3 separate regions of the Zea mays genome follow, and regions 1 and 3 are each linked to region 2. Evidence: chromatin contacts called from public Hi-C data. All regions are on one chromosome and are shown on one strand. Each heading gives the region's core, a stretch centred on a gene start, on an enhancer-like site or on the middle of the called end of the contact. The rest is flanking DNA. Distances are from core to core; before and after follow the strand shown. Region 1 holds the start of LOC100194347. Region 2 holds the start of LOC100285653. Region 3 holds the start of LOC100192838.

What was found. A called contact is a pair of places that touch in the nucleus more often than the background predicts.
Region 1: a Hi-C map of tassel shows a contact between it and region 2, with 2.5 times the contacts expected there. The contact joins the promoter of LOC100194347 here to the promoter of LOC100285653 in region 2. A contact is called at or near these places in 2 of 25 Hi-C or Micro-C datasets (ear and tassel).
Region 3: a Hi-C map of leaf shows a contact between it and region 2, with 5 times the contacts expected there. The contact joins the promoter of LOC100192838 here to the promoter of LOC100285653 in region 2. A contact is called at or near these places in 3 of 25 Hi-C or Micro-C datasets (ear, leaf and tassel).

The regions. Positions count from the first base shown.
Region 1 is chr8:147,226,133-147,230,074 of Zm-B73-REFERENCE-NAM-5.0, forward strand. LOC100194347 reads left to right here and starts at 2,693. Exons shown (of 14, transcript NM_001359459.1): 1 at 2,693-3,297. The coding sequence starts at 2,806.
Region 2 is chr8:147,707,159-147,711,454 of Zm-B73-REFERENCE-NAM-5.0, forward strand. LOC100285653 reads right to left here and starts at 3,045. Exons shown (of 21, transcript NM_001158544.2): 1 at 2,692-3,045; 2 at 1,353-1,432; 3 at 1,175-1,261; 4 at 720-770; 5 at 498-615; 6 at 332-388; 7 at 154-218; 8 at 1-34. The coding sequence starts at 2,809.
Region 3 is chr8:147,988,889-147,992,695 of Zm-B73-REFERENCE-NAM-5.0, forward strand. It overlaps LOC100192838, which reads left to right and starts at 2,425. Exons shown (of 11, transcript NM_001138029.1): 1 at 2,425-2,583; 2 at 2,703-2,881; 3 at 3,220-3,340; 4 at 3,486-3,535; 5 at 3,691-3,758. The coding sequence starts at 2,513.

The DNA of each region.
Region 1 (3,942 bases), core at 1,443-3,942, 480 kb before region 2:
ACAAGTAGGCTTCAATTCATATGTTTGATGAAAGAAATTGGAACATAGTACATATTCTCTACTTTCTTGGTCTTCTCTATCAAAACCACACTAACATTGTCCCTCTTTTATGTAAACATTCACAAGAGCAAAGAACATCAATTAATACTTCTGCATCTCAATGTATCTTATTATAAGATATTTACTCCGTAACGACGCACAAGTATACATCTAGTGATATATAAGTCGCAACAAATTGGGCACGTTGAAGAGAAGCGCTACCTACACTCGGGCTCCCTTTCCGTGCCTACTGACTACTTCGCTTCCCTCCCAGCTCTCCTGACCTCCATGTCCCTAGCAGACGGGTGTATGTTCTGCAGGCTACAACGGCGACAAATCTCCAGCTGGTGGCTATGGTGGAGCGGAAGTCCCACCGGTACTTTTGCGGCAGCGGGCGTGGATGAAGAGACGGCAGGTGGAAGGCGAGACAAGACCTAATGACCGGCGGATGTGAAATTTCCGCGATGTGGGAAAAAGGAACAGGGATCGAATGGTCGGGTACTATATTTAGAACCCTATACTTCGAGTTCTAAAGTGGTTTAACGAAATTTGATAAAACATGACCTTTGTTGCAGGCTGTTTTTCTCCCATAAGCCATATAATTCGAAATATCACCTCATTTAAGACCCTTGTTGAAGATGCTCCCGAATTTTTTGTTTTTTAGCCCCTTTCGTGACAAAAATTTACGTTTGGACCCCCAGAAATTTTATTTGCACGTTTGGACCCGATGCTCGGCGCTATAGGTTGTGGCGCCGAGGTAACACAGCTCGGCGCCACAGCCTATGGCGCCGAGCTGTGACGTGGCAGCAACGGCTGCTTACGCCTAGGGCTGACCTGGCACTGACGTGGTGGCGGCGCGGCCTCGTAGCTCGGCGCCACAGATCTTGGCGCCGAGCTACGAATTCCTATAAAAACGCCCGCAAAAGTAACATTCCCATAAGCATCTATCTCCACCCTTCCTCCATGGTATAGTGTTACTAGGCTGTCCATCTATTACAAAAATGGATTACTAACTCAATAATGGCTATATACTTAAGCCTACTAACTTACTAAGTAATAAATATATATTAACTAATAACTATATAGTAAATATTAAATGAACACATCAAACGAAATTACATAATATATAAATAATGTACGAAAACAATATATACCTGAGATCGCGTACGAGTCCAGCTAACGGTGGAGAAGGTCAAGTCGGACGAACACCTACGTACAAAAAAACCTATTGTCAATAAAAAATTTGGCAGCACCTCCCCTATAAAGTGATGTTTATAGAACCTGCGAATAAACGACAACACGATGGTTGCCAACACAGAAAACATGTAATATCAATGCGCTAAACAAAATGCTAACTATATAATCACTAAGAATTTACTAAACACTAACAATATACTAAGCAAGAAACTAGCTAACTATTTTAATAAACACTAACAACAAAATATCTAACTATTTACTAAACAATAAATAAGTGGATAGCTAACTAATTACTAAACACTAACAATAGCTAACAGTTTACTAACTAAGAAATTAAAAAAAATCGGGCGGCAGTGGGGGCGGGAGCTGCCGGGGCCGGAGCGGGCGAGCAGGCGCGGTGGCCGACCGTTGGCGAGCAGGCGCGGTGGCGAGCGCCGGTCCCGTGCGCGCGGCGGCCGGTCCTGGCGAGGTGGTCGACCGTTGGCGAGCGCCGGTGCCGTGGTTGGCCGGAGCTGGGCGGGCGGGCGAGCTCGGCGGCCCTCCGGAAGCCAAGAGGGCGGGTTGGCCGGAGCTGGGCGGGCGAGCGGGTTGGCCGGAGCTACGACGGCGGGTGGCGGCGATTTCCACTCGGGAACGGCGGCAGCGGGTTTGCGGTTGAAGTGAATTCAACAGAGAAGAAACGCGCAGAGAGAAAGGTGGTTTGCGGTTATTTCCTAGCTCGGCGCCAGGATTTGTGGCGCCGAGCTAGGTGCTACGCGGACTGCCACGTCACACAGCTTGGCGCCATAGGCTGTGGCGCCGAGCTGTGTTACCTCGGCGCCACAACCTATGGCGCCGAGCATCGGGTCCAAACGTGCAAATAAAATTTCTGGGGGTCCAAACGTAAATTTTTGTCACGAAAGGGGCTAAAAAACAAAAAATTCGGAAGATGCTCTTAGAGCATCTCTAAAACGTGACCTATAAAAATATCATATAATTTAAAAATTATTATATTTTATAGAATTTAGGGTATCAGCAAAACATTTTAAAGACTCAAATCTAGATTACAGGACAACTCACTATGTAGTATATTTGAGACACTCGAGAATGTGCTCTATAATTTTTTGGACCAAATTTTATAAAATAAGACACTGTTGAAGTAGTTTTTGCTTTAAAGGGCTCCACATTTCAATTTAAGGCAACTGTTCGATAAATTATTGGAGATGTTCTTACACTCTGTTCGCTGTCATTGACCAACCTCGCCACGCCTACCAAATGCCGCATCCCAGTCGTTCATCCTGGCCAAAACCACGTCGAACCAACGGCCCATATTTCGCAATCCCCTTCTCGTCCCCTTCGCGAAGAAGCATCATCCTCCATACATCCCCTCGTCCGCGGTCTCACATGGCAGTGGCATGAGCTGCTTCTCCCCGAAAAAAACGTTTAAATAAAAAACAAAACATAATTATAAACCAACACGCCTGCCACCGACCGATCAGACGACCCCTTCCAAGAGGAAATCCACCACCGCGGCCGGGGCCTCCCAGGAGATCTCGCCGGAGGCCGCGGCAGCGGCGGCGGTGGGGGGCGATGGCGCTCAACATGAAGACCCTGACGCAGGCGCTGGCGAAGGCGTCGGCTGTGATAGAGAAGACGGTGTCCACGACGGTGCAAGAGGTGACGGGCCCGCGCCCGTTGCAGGACTACGAGCTGCTGGATCAGGCCGGGTCCGGCGGGCCGGGGCTCGCGTGGCGGATCTACACGGCGCGACCGCGGGATGGCGCCCCCTCGGCGCCCTACCCCGTCGTCTCCGTCTGGGTGCTGGACAAGCGCGCCCTCGCTGAGGCGCGGGCGCGGGCGGGGATGTCGAAGGCGGCCGAGGACGCGTTCCTCGACCTCGTCCGCGCCGACGCGGCGCGGCTCGTGCGCCTGCGCCACCCGGGCGTGCTGCACGTCGTGCAGGCGCTCGACGAGACCAAGGCCGCCATGGCCATGGCCACTGAGCCCGTCTTCGCCTCCGTAGCTAACGCGCTCGGGTGCCTTGACAATGTTGGCAAGGTGCCCAAGGAGGTCAAGGGCATGGTACGACTGATCGTGTTTTTGTTTAACTCTGTGTGTCATCGACCTTTGGCAATTTATTTACTGCTAGGAAGGTTACAAGACTGATTAAAGGAAAGTTTTGTCGTGTTTTCCTACTTGTTACTTGTTGCTGCTGCATTCAAAACTGGCTAGCAAGTTAAGGCGATTAGGGTTGGTATGGGAGTGGAAAACTCGCTATTGTTTCTGGTTTTAGCTGTTCATGCCATTATTGATTAGCAAATGTCATAGAATTACAGAGGCATGATCTGAGAAGGTATCATTTATGTTTCTAATGCAGCATTTGGCAGTGTCACATCCAGAAAAGCTGCATAATGAGTGTATTTTTTTTTTTTGTACTTCTAACATTTTGCAACAAACCTTCCTTAAAAAATGGCATCCTTGTCATACCAATGTATCAAAATTTGTATGTTTCTCTAAGAGTTTACAATACATAGTTATTTTACTTCCTAAGTTATACACCACTGATTTGTAAAAACCCTCCAAGATTATCTGACCTCACATCTTACACTGTCCCTGCCACTGGCGTTTGGTAGGATTTCAGATAATCGGAATTGTATTCAAACATGAGGTTTGACTGTGAGATTCTTGCGATTTTCTACTGTAAAACTTTTAGTTTACAATCAGGTA
Region 2 (4,296 bases), core at 1,795-4,294:
AACCACGTACACTATGCTGGGTTGGCTTTGTTTTCTACAAGAGCAAGCAACATAGATCAAGAATAAGGTCAGTGCAGCCAAACAGATTTATTCAAACAATAACTTTAATGATCAGTTAATAAGCAGTAGAACATAACTAATGACCAAGAATACCTGTTCACCAACAACATTCAAAACTGGAACTAGACTGACGTGCACCAGGCAGAAGTTGCCAGGACCTGCCAAGTGTCAACCAAAATAACATAAAAAAGATATCATCAATCCTGCTTACTAGCAGATGGACTAGAGATTTTACTTGTCATAATAACATAATAAGTGTGAAGTTTCTCACCAACACGATAAGAGAACTGACCCAAAGCTTCAATAAATGGCATAGATTCAATATCACCTGCAGGCGTTCAGAAAACAATCAATAACAGGAATCATCTATAAAATGTCTACTGTGAACAGATATCAACCCAAAAAGAAGAAAAAAAGGAATGGTTATCTCATGCCACCTATAGTGCCCCCCAATTCTATCACACAGACATCAGCAGGTCCCTCCTTGCCATCAACTGGTATCTTAGCAACACGCTCGATCCACTCCTGTATGGCATTTGTGATGTGTGGCACAACCTTAAAAGTAAAACATTTGGATGGTCAGTACTAGAACAAGCACACAAGCAGAAGTTCCAAGACAGATGAAACAAACATGAGTCCACAAAACATGATCCCAATACCTGGACAGTCTTTCCCAAATATTCCCCTTTCCTCTCCTTGTCAATTACAGACTGGCATAAACCATTAAAAAATATAAGTAAATTAAGAAAAAAAAATAAGGCAACCCTTTATGCAGGAAAAAGCAAGTGTGTTTCAACATCTCATATAGGACATATTTATTCTTACATATATTCTTGTGATTAGTTATTTTCTCCTTACATTCTTAACATACTCAAATAACGTAAAGACAACAAGGATGTCCTCCCCCACCCCCACCCCTAAATTTAGCACAAGACGTCAACACCAACATCAAGTGAACTATTTCATCTTCTCAATATTTGTATCGCGAAGAATGTCGTTATATGGCTATTTAACAAACTGAAGTTATGATTATACAATATTAAATACATATACGAATTTGCAGTTCAACACAACAAATCAAGGTCTGACAGAAAATATTATCGATTATTCTTACCTGATAGATCTTTCCAGTGGTTATATTATTGTCCCGAGTAAGTTTAATGTCCAAAAATCTCTCGTAATTACCAAGATCCAAGTCCACCTAACAGGCACAAAATAAGTACTTAAATTAGATGGGTTAACAAGTGCTGTGCCTAGCAAAATTTGACTTTGTGACATGTCAATATCAATACCTCGCCACCATCATCCAGTACGAACACTTCACCATGTTCGAATGGAGACATAGTCCCAGCATCAGTGTTAAGATAAGGATCTGCATATTCAGGTAATTCAATGAGAACATGTCAACCACATGAAGACGAACACAAGCAACTAAAGCATCAGTGCAAGCAATAGCTGGCTTGCCACCATAGATTTTACAATGGCAAAGGTCACAATCAAGGCACAAGGGCAACATTAGTACAAGAGTCACAAGGCAACAACAGCAAAAACAAAGGGTATAGGTGGGTACTGGATAAGAATAAGTATTGCCAATCAAAACATGTAACATTAGATTGAATTAAGTCAAAAGATACCGCAGTGCAGAGCTGGCATCCATAGGTTCGTGGCATGAAGATAACTAAATCAGCATTGGTGTCATGTGATATCTAAATCAGCAGCGGCAAGCCCTCTATAGCATAATATATCTGGAAGACAGAGACAAGCATAGGAGGTGAAACCTAGTCTTCTCCAACTACCTTGTTTCCATGGCCACAGCATCGAGAACCAAAAATTGTGCTCAACTAATGAGAGTCGAGGCAAATTTATGGGCATCCAAAAAAGGCAAATTTATTGTCCCAAACGTGAACATATTAAGCCATTTCTGTTAAAAATACTAAAGAGAACATATTGCCGGAGGCACTTGCCCAGGCATAAGCGCTGACGACCAACCAGTGAAGTAAAATAAACCACAATGTTCTAGAATATCAGGCAAATCATGAATAAACCACCATTGTTCAAACTCCAAAGATTTATGGCTTAAGCAGAACATTCCCTAAGACCACTACAAAGTCAAATGGAAGTGTCATCCCTCCATAAATATATTCTTCTCCTAAACAATATCAGGAGGAAGGGAAACCCCATTCGCACGAAGGATAACCCTGAGTAGGTGGCCACCCAACTATAAAGCAGTCTTTGAAGGAAAAGAACCACAACGTCTTTAAGTGGCAAGATTGGCAAACTTATCATGAAAATCAGAGACCAGTTTTGACAACATATCCTCCAAACCAAAGGCACCAACGAATACAACGGCAATAGCACTGAGCGGAAGGTTCAAAAGAGGGACTTTTCACCTAACTCGACCAGGAACCCGGGTCCTCCGCACACCAACCTCCACCCACAGTCCCCGCCACGAGTATCGCTCCAAAACCAAATCTTTTGCCGGCCCATGTTGCCGGAACGGATCGAAAGCTCAGAACCACCCCCAACCTTAGGTCGAATGACAACCCTAACGCGCCGTTCCAGGTTTTAAAACGGAAGGTACGCGCGGTTCGTTTAGGTAAGGAGGAGACGGCGGCGGCGGGGGACACGTACCAATCTTAATGGACGTAATGCGGAGGCCGCACGCCTTCAGGACGACGCCGATGCTGCTGGCTGTAACGCCCTTGCCCAGGCCGCTCACTACCCCGCCGGTGACAAGGACGTACTTCATTTCTCCTTGTCCGGGAATCTCGGGCCCGACAAATCCGCCGCCGCCGCCCCACCTCCTCAATCCCCTGACCGGAGCGACAGTTCGTGACAAGAAAACCGCGCGTTCGCACGGACACACGAGCTGGAGTCCTCGACGCGGGCGCTCGTGCGCGCGGGCAATGGAGGTTTTAGGAGGTGAGAGGGAAGAGAAGGGAGTGGAGAGACAATGGAGGCAAGGCGGCTGTGGGGATAGACGGAGGAGGGGTTTGGAAAGGGAGGGGGCCATTTATACGCCCAAATCCCTCAATTCAACATTTTTTCCAGACTTGCCTTTGTGAATCGTCTGGGCTTGGCCGCTTTAGGTTCAAAACTGCACACAGTCACACACAAACACGTAGATATATAGACACGCCATCAGCTATGCGTACATAGGTCTAGCAGTCTAGAGTGAAAACGAGCATATATGGATGGATAGATAGGCTCTGTTTGGCACAGCTGCTGCTTGTTGAAAAAGCTGCTTATCTGATAAGCTGGTAGAAAGCAGCTTCTGCTTGTTGGTTGCTTTTAGTTCATTTTGAGAAGCTGCTGAACTGATAAGCTGCTGCAGAAGTTGTCTGTTTGGCAGAACTTCTGCTTAAATTTGTGAAGAAACTGAAAATAAGCTGTGCCAAACAGGGCCATAGTAGATCATTCAAAATCATATCCTATCGTATTGTATTTTAATCGGATTCGGGATTAAATATAGATAGTTACATACGGAACATATATGGATTCATAGACCGGATATTTATTTGGTGAATAGGTGATTGATATAGATATTATTTGGTCCGATAACATGAATTGCTTATCGTTTGTTCCAATTTAGTTCGCGAACAAAACAATTATAGACGAGCATTGTATGGAACATAGTTCAACATAATAATATAGCAATAAATTTAGATCATACAATAGTCCAATAAAATTCAAACATGATGACAAGATTCGAATCACATAATAGTCTAATACAACAAAAGCTAGTTTTCAAATAGCATAAGATAGTCTAATACAACAAGAGATAGTTCAACACAATAGTTCAGGGAAGCTGTCATAAGCACTGATAGTCAAATTGGTAAACAACTTGTCACATATTGCTCCATTCTCTTTTCTCTTCTCACTCATTATAGTTTCCGTGAAGGTTGACATCATCGACTTCAATGGGAGTTTCCTCGCACATGTATCGATTTTGCTGGTGCTAATCCTATTATACTTATGATAACAAAGGTGATTGTTTTATACATCCACTTAGTTTTTCTACATTTTCCTGATCTTTTTTACCACTATCATCTATCAATTAAAGCTACTTATTTCCTATGTTGATCACTTTCCTAGAGACACTAACTTGAATTGGATAGGCGACCGGGTTGTTAAGTTAGTTGTCAAGAAGAAACTTAAGTAGGAACCTTTTCCTTGCCATTCCACAGTATATGGTACTTACATCGAATGATTTGCCCAATTTAAATTTTTGCAAAT
Region 3 (3,807 bases), core at 1,175-3,674, 280 kb after region 2:
CGTGACGCACGAGTGAATACAAGTCAACGTAGATAGTACGGGGGTACTGTTCATCTATTTATAGGCACATGACGCAGCCTGTGAAAAATTACAGTTATGCCCTTTGCATTCACTATTGACTTATAGAAAAATCTATGAGGACTAGATAGCCTTTTTCCCCTTTAAGTCGGTTCCTCTTCCCGCGATTGAGCCGAAGCTCCCTTTCGTATAGCTTCGGAGCAACAGCAACCTTCGTCACGATCATGCCCTTCTCATCGTATATGCTTTTAATCCTGAATCCGAAGGTACCTGTCTATAAACCATACTTGGAAGACATTATTAAATTACGTTTTTGAGGACCTTCGGAAGACGAAGGCCCCCAACACCTGGGAAAAAACAAAAGGCCATTAGGCCTGGCTAGCCTCTTGGCTTGGCCCATCCTCGGCCTTCGCCCACTGGCAGTAGGGGGCGGGCGTGCCCTGGCCGCAACCTGGGCTTAGGCCGCTGTTTCGGCCCATGCGCGAGAGTTACCCCTCTTGCCTTGATCCCCGCCGTTAGTTCAAATCCGACGACCAGGATCTGTCTACATAATGTAGCAGCGCTATAACTAGCTAGTTATTCGGAGGGGTGGAAAACCCTAATCATTTTCTCCTCTTCCCCATCGTAGCGGTCAACGGGCGGCTCTCTCTACTCTCTGTTCTTACTATTGACAGTTTCCAGCCATCCTCTGTACACGCGCCGCACACTCTTGTGTTCTGCTCGGCCCAACCGAAACGATCGTCGTCTTTTTCTCTAGATCTCACCTCTTCTAGCTCTGTCGCTTGTGCACTGGCCAGAGCGGACCCTCGGCCCCTTCCGCCGGTGGACGTGTCCCTTCGGATGGGTCGTCGAACGGGTGCCTCGCGGTGGTTGATGCTCCCAACGACGTGATAAGACTGTGGCTAGTGTGGTCGTGAGGTGAACTGTCAGCCTCTTGACCGTTTCTCTGTGACTTCTATACACCCGGATCTAGTTCTCTTTAATCGATTCCCATACTGTGTGTGTATGATTGTATGGAATGTATCTAATGTATTATTTAGGATCGAGTTTTGAGTTGATAAATGCGTAGATCTAGGTCCCTGCGTTATTTTTGTGATGGTTTGTATGCATTTTTATTTGGGGAAATAGTTAGGGTTTTCTATCTCTAATCTGTTCCTGGTGTTATCTTATTCTGTTTGCTTAACTCGAATCCAACAGCCTTGAGCCCTTGAACGCGATCACTGTGACCTGATCTAGATGAACTAGGGTTAGGTAACCCTAACCCTTAGATGTCGAGTTCACTGATCTGTCAGTTTACTAGTTTGAGCCATGAGACCCTCTGGGTCCTCGATATGGCTGAAACAGGGTTAGAAAACCTAACCCGATATCTATTCTTACTTCTTGACTTTCTCTCTTTGATCTAATCTCAACTTTATCACTTTGATCTAATCTCTGTTCTCGGGGTGATAGAAATGAAGAAACTGAGTCTAATCACTTTGACCCGAGACCTTTCTGTGATCTCAAAATCAAAAGCGGATTAGGAAACCTAGGGGTCTTAGGGTGGCTCTGATACCGTTGTTAGATTCTATGGTGCCTATGATCGATTCCTAAGCCCCTATAATACCAATCAGTAACTAGTAAACCTCGATGACGAGTAGATCTGTTCTACTGAGAGGAATAAGGAAATATACCTTCGTTGTTGTTGTGTTGACGCGTCCTAGCGAGGTAGTTGTGGAGCATGGTCGCTGCTTTCGGTGTCACCTCCATTGCTCCTGTAGAGGAACAATATGCACCGAAATCCGAGCCTCCCTTGGTTGTCGCGCTTCCAGTCACTCCGATGCCTAAGCGATGGGACCTCTGTGGATTAGGGTTTCTGGGCGAGATACTAACGTTGGCTTTTCCTACGACCCTTGATCCTTTATATAGCGTCATGTGACCGGGGGCTCCAACCGAGGTTAGCATGGACAGTCCCAATAAAGGGCCCGATTAAGGAGATAATTAGTTGAGTTAACCCAATTTGGTCTCTGATGACCAGCTGTAGAGATACACTCAACAAGCTAGGTGGACTATTTTTGAGACAAAATAAAGAGTTATTAGAGTTGTGTACATTTTTTTGGGGTATTTAGAGTTTTGGAAAGAATTCAATATAACAATATTTTAGAAGAATAAATATTGGGAGCTATTAGAGATGTTCTAAGTTTTTATGTTTTTTTTCTAAAAAAGGGAGATCTTAGGAGAGCTTTTGGAGATGCTTTTAAGCTATTTCCAGTAGATCTCTTATTCTATTTTAAACTCTACATTATAATTATTGTTAAACAATATTACCAACAATTATGTGTCTTATATTTTAGCCTATCTATCATGACCGTATTTTTACACGCCAATAGAACATGGAGATCTTTTGCTCTCACGCAAGACGCAACAAAAGGTTTGGATAGAACACTCTGCTTCCCCGTCCTTCGGTCTAGCCCGAGTGGACGTAGGAAGGGACGAGGGGTCTTGACGCCGGCGAGCCATGGCGGGGGCTCTCCTCTCCTCTCCGCACACTCTCCCGAGCCCCACATCTCAGTCCCCGTTCCGCCCCAGGCACGCACTCCCTCTGCCGCTTACACGATTCCCTGCTCGCCGCCTATTCGTGTTACTGTGCACAGAACACCCACCCTCCTTGACTGCGCTCCTGATTTTGGTTCCTGGGGATTGCGCAGGAGCAGGGGACCACTCCACGCTGGGGCAGCGCGTGTTCTGCCACCGAGGAGGAGGGCCTTTGTGCTCGCTTCGTGCTCTCGCGAGCCTGCCGCTAGGAACCGCGGGTTGGAGGTGGAGAGGAGGCGCCTTCTCATGTCCGGGCTCGTGTCTTCTTTCGCAATCATGCTCCCCATTTCAGGTAGTGTTCATGGGATGTCTCTCTACTTCTCATGGTTCATTCACTCGGTTCGGGTCTTGTGGACGGAAGAATTAGCATTTCTACTTTCTGCTAATTTCCACACACTGAATTTGTCAGACGTGTCAGTTTTGAGGCATGTGATTGCAAAATTTAGAGTAAGTCCATGACATGTACTGTTTTTATGATTGTGCATAATGTGCTACACATTTATCTATTGGATCTCCTGTTTTCTATTTATAACTCTCTCATTCTCCCGAGAGGCCATTCTTTGACAGTTCTTTTCTTGAAAGACCAATTCTTGAATGATCACAAGTGCTTTGCTCGCAACGATTCTGTAGAAGCATATGCTGTCATGGAGACTGATGAAGACGTGAAGATGAACACACAAATTGATGAGATCAATGCATACTCTTTTCTTTACCCGGTGGAACTGCCAGGGAAGAAATTTACCTTCAAATGGTATTTCAGTTCCCTGCACTACAATATTTTGTCCAATCTACTCTTTTTCAGTCTTAACCTGTTTTTTGCGTACTTATTGCCTTCTCATGGGCACTAGGATAAAACTTTTCGCTTACAAATTACTATCCTATTATTCTGTTCCTAGGGTAGAGTCCAGAAAACCAGAGCGATATTCCTCTGCAGCGCCACTATCGCGTGAGTAGCTTCTGGCATAACAATGATAAGGAATGGTCTTATTACTTTGTTCACACGAATGAACTAGATTATTGAGCACAAGGACTTCCACAGTTACACTTTTTGGAATATCCATATATTTCGTAATGGCGCAAGCTGACTAGGTCTCTATGCAGCTGATGCAAGGCAACGTATCGTATCAGAGCGAGTTGACATGATACACAATGTTGTCATCTCGGTCTCGGTAACTTCTCAAATACTCTATGATACTAGGAAATGCATAAATCTGCAAT